2 separate regions of the Zea mays genome follow, and region 1 is linked to region 2. Evidence: chromatin contacts called from public Hi-C data. All regions are on one chromosome and are shown on one strand. The core of a region is the stretch at or near the end of the contact, and the rest is flanking DNA. Distances in the headings are between cores, read along the strand shown.

Region 1 (2,748 bases), core at 107-2,606, 190 kb after region 2:
GGCTGGAGAAAGCCAGGGGAGGGCACGCGGCGGGCTCCCATGGGCCCCTAGTGGGCCTTAGGGTTAGGGTTTCCTTTTTGTGTTTTTCTATTTCTTTTTTAATTTCAAAATATATTTTTAAATAACCCTAAAATTTATAATAATTATACCAAAATTATTTATAAATAAAATTTTTATTTTTGGACTAATAATTATTATATTATTTATTTGGATTTTCATTTAAGAAGAAATTCTATTAAACATCCAAAAATCTATCATGAGTAATTCAAAAATTATTTTAAATGCAAATAAATAACAAACACTTGAATGAAAAATTTATTGCCATAATTAGCATTATAACTAAATGCATTATTTCTAGTTGATGGTTTTTATAGTGTTACATACTCATAACAACACATACAAATATACAAGGAGTACATAAAAATAACATTACACCAAACATGAGAACAAATTGCGTAGGAATATTCTACGCGCTGCTACAAGAACGTAGGTTCGAGAACCACTAAATTCGGAGTTACGGTTAAAAAGATATGGTTTTCTAAAGTTTTAGGTGATTAAAAGTATATCATATGTTAATTAATATAAATCATTTGAGAAGAATATTACACATAAATATCTAATTTAACTTTAATCTAAGTTATAACTAAATCATATTTTTGTCAGATTATATTTATGGACAGATTAACTTTGATTAGAGAGATTAATTTACCTAACATAGGTTAAATAAATATCTGTTTATAAAAACCTGTGAAATGGTAAAAAAATAATGCTGTCACTGTGTAGGCAATATTATTATGAAGCTAACGCGACTTGAACAGAGTAAAACGGAGTTAGGGTGCAAAAGTTATGATTGAAACGAGTTTTAGGACTCTTTCTATACTAGGAAACTATCCAGGGGTGTTATTGTGAATACTAGGTACTAATTTGTAAATTCTAGGACCTTAGAGTAAGGCTTTGTCTGTGGACGAGGACGACATGTTTATACAAAGAAAAGACAGGGGCTCTTTAGCAATTGACGCGCAACGAATGGGTATCCTTGCGTCTGGGCCATTGGATCCATGTCCGATGGTGCTCATTAGATTTGGGCACTTTATGAACCGGTACACGCGATCAACCGCACGATCTCGATCCAACGCACAGGATTCCATGGGCCGAAACGTTATCCTAGCCGCATCTCACAAGATCAATGACCACGATTTAAACTGTGAACTGGTATCCTATTGATCTATTCCTAGCCACCTATCCTATGATCTACGACCACGATTTTAAATTACTAAGATCTATTCGCATCCGTTTGATCTCGAATCGATGGCTCGAATATTCCCTAGCAGAACCGGTATGCTCCTCCCAATCCCAGCCGTTCATCCGGCCACTAACGACCAGGGTTCACCTCCCTCCCCGTGGCCAAGCACACCGGTGCCACAGTGCTGCGACAACGTTCTATGTCAGCGAACACTACTCAGGCGCATAGGCGCCCACTTCTACCTTGGACAGACGCTATGAGATTCCCAAATCATGGCAAAATGATGGAGGGTCTTACCGATGTTGGAGGCAATGACTCGGCCGACCATGGAGCACATGTAACTCCGGTGAGGAATTCAACCTAATCTGAGGGCTCCCACGCACAACCACCACTTCGCCCACTCTCCACATGGCTTTGCGACGCCCCCGGACATGCCCTGAGGCCCCTTCATCGACCCATTCCTAACTTCATTTGAGGCAGACCATGGCGGCGCACTCCACCTCCCTATCTCATGGGGTAGACTATATAGCTAGTGCTGGAGTTTGTTGCCGAGGAGCTCGGCCTGGGGTCGAATTGACCGGAGGAGGCTTCGGTTGTTACAACAACCCGGTGGGCTTGGATGGGATTCACAACGGCCGTCCGCCCGAGGTCGACCAAACTTTTATAGAATCGTGCCCTAGTTTGTTATGGCTCCAGGAAGACACTCCTGACGGTGTGGGCCCACATGTAAGCGTCGCGAACGGAACTCGTAGGTGGTCAGGGGTGGCGGCTGCACAGCAGGGTTGGCGGGCGCAGTTGGGCCAAGGCGTTAGGTAAGCTGGACCAGGAGATTTTGGCCCGTGCGGCTTTGTCCTTATTCTTTTTTTGTTCTTTGTATTTCTATTTTCAAATCCAAGTTAGATTCAAATTCAAATCTGTGTTCGAATTTAAATGCAACACACAAAATCCAGCATGAATCCAAAGTATATACCATTCATTATTATTATTATTATTATTATTATTTTTATTTTTATTATTATGTTCCTCCAAATGAATGCTTCAAGGCATATAAACTTAATAAGGAATAAGTCACATCATTAAATATCCTCTTCACATTATTAAAAAAATAAAATAAATTTGAAATTCACTTTAAAATGAAATGTTTATTTATCTATTCTTGAAATCTTTATTAGTCAACACTTTCATTTAAATTTTCAGAGGGTATTTCAAAGTATAAAATTCAATGAAAGGAACAATCTAACATATTGGGTGATCTTTTTACCTAGTCAGTTGTGTCAAAACATAATTTTTTAAATATTGAAATAAACTTTCCTAAATTACCCAAAATGTGATTTTAGGGTCTTACAAATTCTACCCCATTAAAAATAATCTCATCCTCGAGATTAGTAAGAAAGCGGATGCATAAGGTTTTATTTGTAGTTTGACTTTTAGTTTTCAAGTGAGATCAAGCTTAGAAAGTTCCCTTCTAATTAGCAGGTTGTTTTTTTGTCTAGCCTTCTATTAGG
Region 2 (2,815 bases), core at 138-2,637:
TCCCGCGTGGACGCTTGTAACCCCCTACTGCAAGCGCACCCGACCTGGGCGCGGGACAAACACGAAGGCCGCGGGATTTCACCTCTCACGCCTGTCTCCCTCCGGCTTCTTCTCCCCTTCGCGCTCCATCTCGCGCCGACCCATCTGGGCTGGGGCACGCGGCGACAATTTACTCGTCGGTCCAGGGACCCCCCGGGTTCGAAACGCCGACAATATTATAATCTGAGTGTGGGTTTACCACAAGTTTGAATTTGAATTGGAATTTAGGACTCAAATTGGAATCCTAAAAATTGGAGAAAAGAGAGGCACTAATAATCACAAAATAAATATTTAAATAGATAAGATGACCTCATGCCATGTTGAGTTGGATATTTAATGTTAAGATAAGTTTATTACGAAGTTTGAATTTGAATGGAATTTAAATTTATGAATTTTAAAATTTAAAAGGAAAAGAAAAAAAGATATAAAAGAAAAAGAGAAAACAATTGTACTGGGCCGCCAACCCCAAATCAGGCCCATCTTCCCTTGACCTCAGCGCAGCCCATCGACGCCCTTGCGCCGATAGGTGGGCCTGTCTAGTCAGCCACGCGCGGGTGCTCGGTTCAGTGACTCGGCGCCGACGCCCTAGGCCCGCAGGCTAGCCTGAACGCACTAGAGCGCGCACCGTTCGTCACTGAAAACTGGGCCCCGCTGGATCGTCTGCTCCTCGCTCGCTATCTCTAGATTTGTGGGCCCGTGGCGTCAGGCACGATCCAAAATTCCTCGCCAGGCATGACGGAAGTGCGCCGTGAATGGGGGAAGGCTCGTTGCCCCTTTTCCAGACCGTGCGGCCCCTATAAGCTGTGACGGGGTCCCGGGTCTCCACTTTCCCTATCTCCGCGACCATAGGAGCACAGACGCAACTGAGTGGGGGGCCAATCATGGGTGTGCGGGTCGGCGGCGTGGAAAGCTTGGAGTCGTCGGCCTCAACCGTGCCTGCGGAGTCTGGTGGTGGTCGGGGAGCTTCGCGAGACCACGTGGAACGTGTACAGATCGTCCTCGGGAGCGATTACCTGCTGGCGTGGAAGGAATTGCTCACCATCGACCACGGGCGGCCGTGGAATCGTCGAGCACCGTGGGCGGAACTCGGTGTGCCGCCAGTGTTGGTAAGATTTTCCCCATCAGATTCGTGATTGTTCCTTCTGTGTTTTAGAATCATTAGATAGGTCGGGGAAGGCTGGGGCGCCGCTGCAACCAGTCATCGACGAGATGCTGTCGTGGCTGTTTTTGCGCGGGCGCTGTCGGCAAGCGGGAGGTAGAAGATGAAGTCGTTGCCGTAGATGGCGGCGTCAACGGTGCAGATGAGTGCAGCGAGGTAGTGTAGCCTGGTCGGGTGCCTCGGCCGTTGATCGAGCAAGTGACGGTCCCGATTAGATCGAGATGCTAATTCGAGGAGGCTGATCTCGGACGAGTGAGGATGAGTTGAGGGATTTTAAATCTGGACCATCAGTCGGGTAATGGTCGGCATGGATTAGGCAAAGCTTACCCCTTCGCGTGATCTAATCTAAGTTGTACAACTCGGATCGGACGACTGAGAACATTCTATACCCCTTCGCTGATCCACCTATGCAAAAGAATCCCTAGAAAATCTATGAATCAACTTGCGGTCCGTTGGCAGGGAGTTCTGAGTCTTAGAATATCTTGCGTAGAAACCCCTCTCCTTTTCTGTAATTGACGCGCAGTCCAGAGAACATATAAAGTGGATAAATAAATATGGAAATGGGTTTTAAATGTAAAAATAAATGCTAGAACTTGTTTAATTCATATAAAATTCATACTTAGTCCAAATTAATCCATTCCAGCTCCTATAATTTTGTAAATGTTGTTTATCACATAGTGTCTCTGTTTTAACATGAAAACCATATTAAAATTTATATCCTAATTAATCTTGTATCAAACACATAAAATCTTTGGAAATTCATAACTTAAAATTTATAACTCCAAAATTAATGATTCATGTTCCTATGATTTTATTTTAATATGTAGGTTATTAATATGTATTTTATATACATGTTTGGTGTCATGTTAATTTCCTTTTTATACTATGCTTGTTTGTATTGTGGCGAGTAGAAGAGACAGTGGCTGAGGATCCCGGTGTTCAGCAGATAGAAGTTGCTGAGCATGAGCTCATTGAAGGCAAGTTATGCCCTTGACCACTTTTTACCCAATAATGTTCTTTATTATCACTTATCAATGCATATGTTAATTTTGATGGGACCCAATAGGTCACCCTAGTATATGATTATCTTTTACCTTGTTTACCCCTAAATCATTTGGGTAGTTTGCTATTGCTTTATATGGTTTTGGGTTAATATTTCATTATATCCATGTTCCAATTATTCTGTTATTTTATTTATGTTCATGTCAAGATCATTATCTTTAATTGGAACATGGAGCTTAACTTGAGAAACACGTGCGACCACAAGGGTGGAATGGGACGCCCTTGGCTGACTAATTAGGAAAGCTAGTGGAAGACTACCTTACCCGAAAGGGGCAAGGGCAGTAGGGGAGTTGCATGCAGGGAGGTTCTCGGGTTGATTTTGCTGCGATGGCGGTCAGAAGAGGTATTCATGCAAGTGCTCTTCCCATAAATTGTAGCGGGTTTTCGGAAGCTAGTGGAACTTTGTAAAGGCCCCGTAGTGTTACCATGCCTCGCTTCCTTGGTAGAGGTGTATGGGATTCATGACCCCTTGGTAGATGGGTAACATGACTTGTGGGTCCAGGGTACAACCTCTGCAGAGTGTAAAACTGGTATACTAGCCGAGCTCACGGTCAA

Evidence for each region. A called contact is a pair of places that touch in the nucleus more often than the background predicts.
Region 1: a Hi-C map of endosperm shows a contact between it and region 2, with 7 times the contacts expected there. The contact joins two enhancer-like sites. A contact is called at or near these places in 2 of 25 Hi-C or Micro-C datasets (ear and endosperm).

Annotation. Positions count from the first base shown.
Region 1 is chr3:123,091,250-123,093,997 of Zm-B73-REFERENCE-NAM-5.0, forward strand. No RefSeq gene overlaps it. Among protein-coding and RNA genes, the nearest start is that of LOC100274591, 63 kb to the left of the region's middle. Within about 2 kb of position 1,357, at least 17 of the 20 cell types and tissues checked have an H3K27ac peak or open chromatin away from gene starts, as enhancers often do. A contact at or near this core is called in ear and endosperm, where this site is marked.
Region 2 is chr3:122,899,369-122,902,183 of Zm-B73-REFERENCE-NAM-5.0, forward strand. No RefSeq gene overlaps it. Among protein-coding and RNA genes, the nearest start is that of LOC103650488, 20 kb to the right of the region's middle. Within about 2 kb of position 1,388, at least 20 of the 20 cell types and tissues checked have an H3K27ac peak or open chromatin away from gene starts, as enhancers often do. A contact at or near this core is called in ear and endosperm, where this site is marked.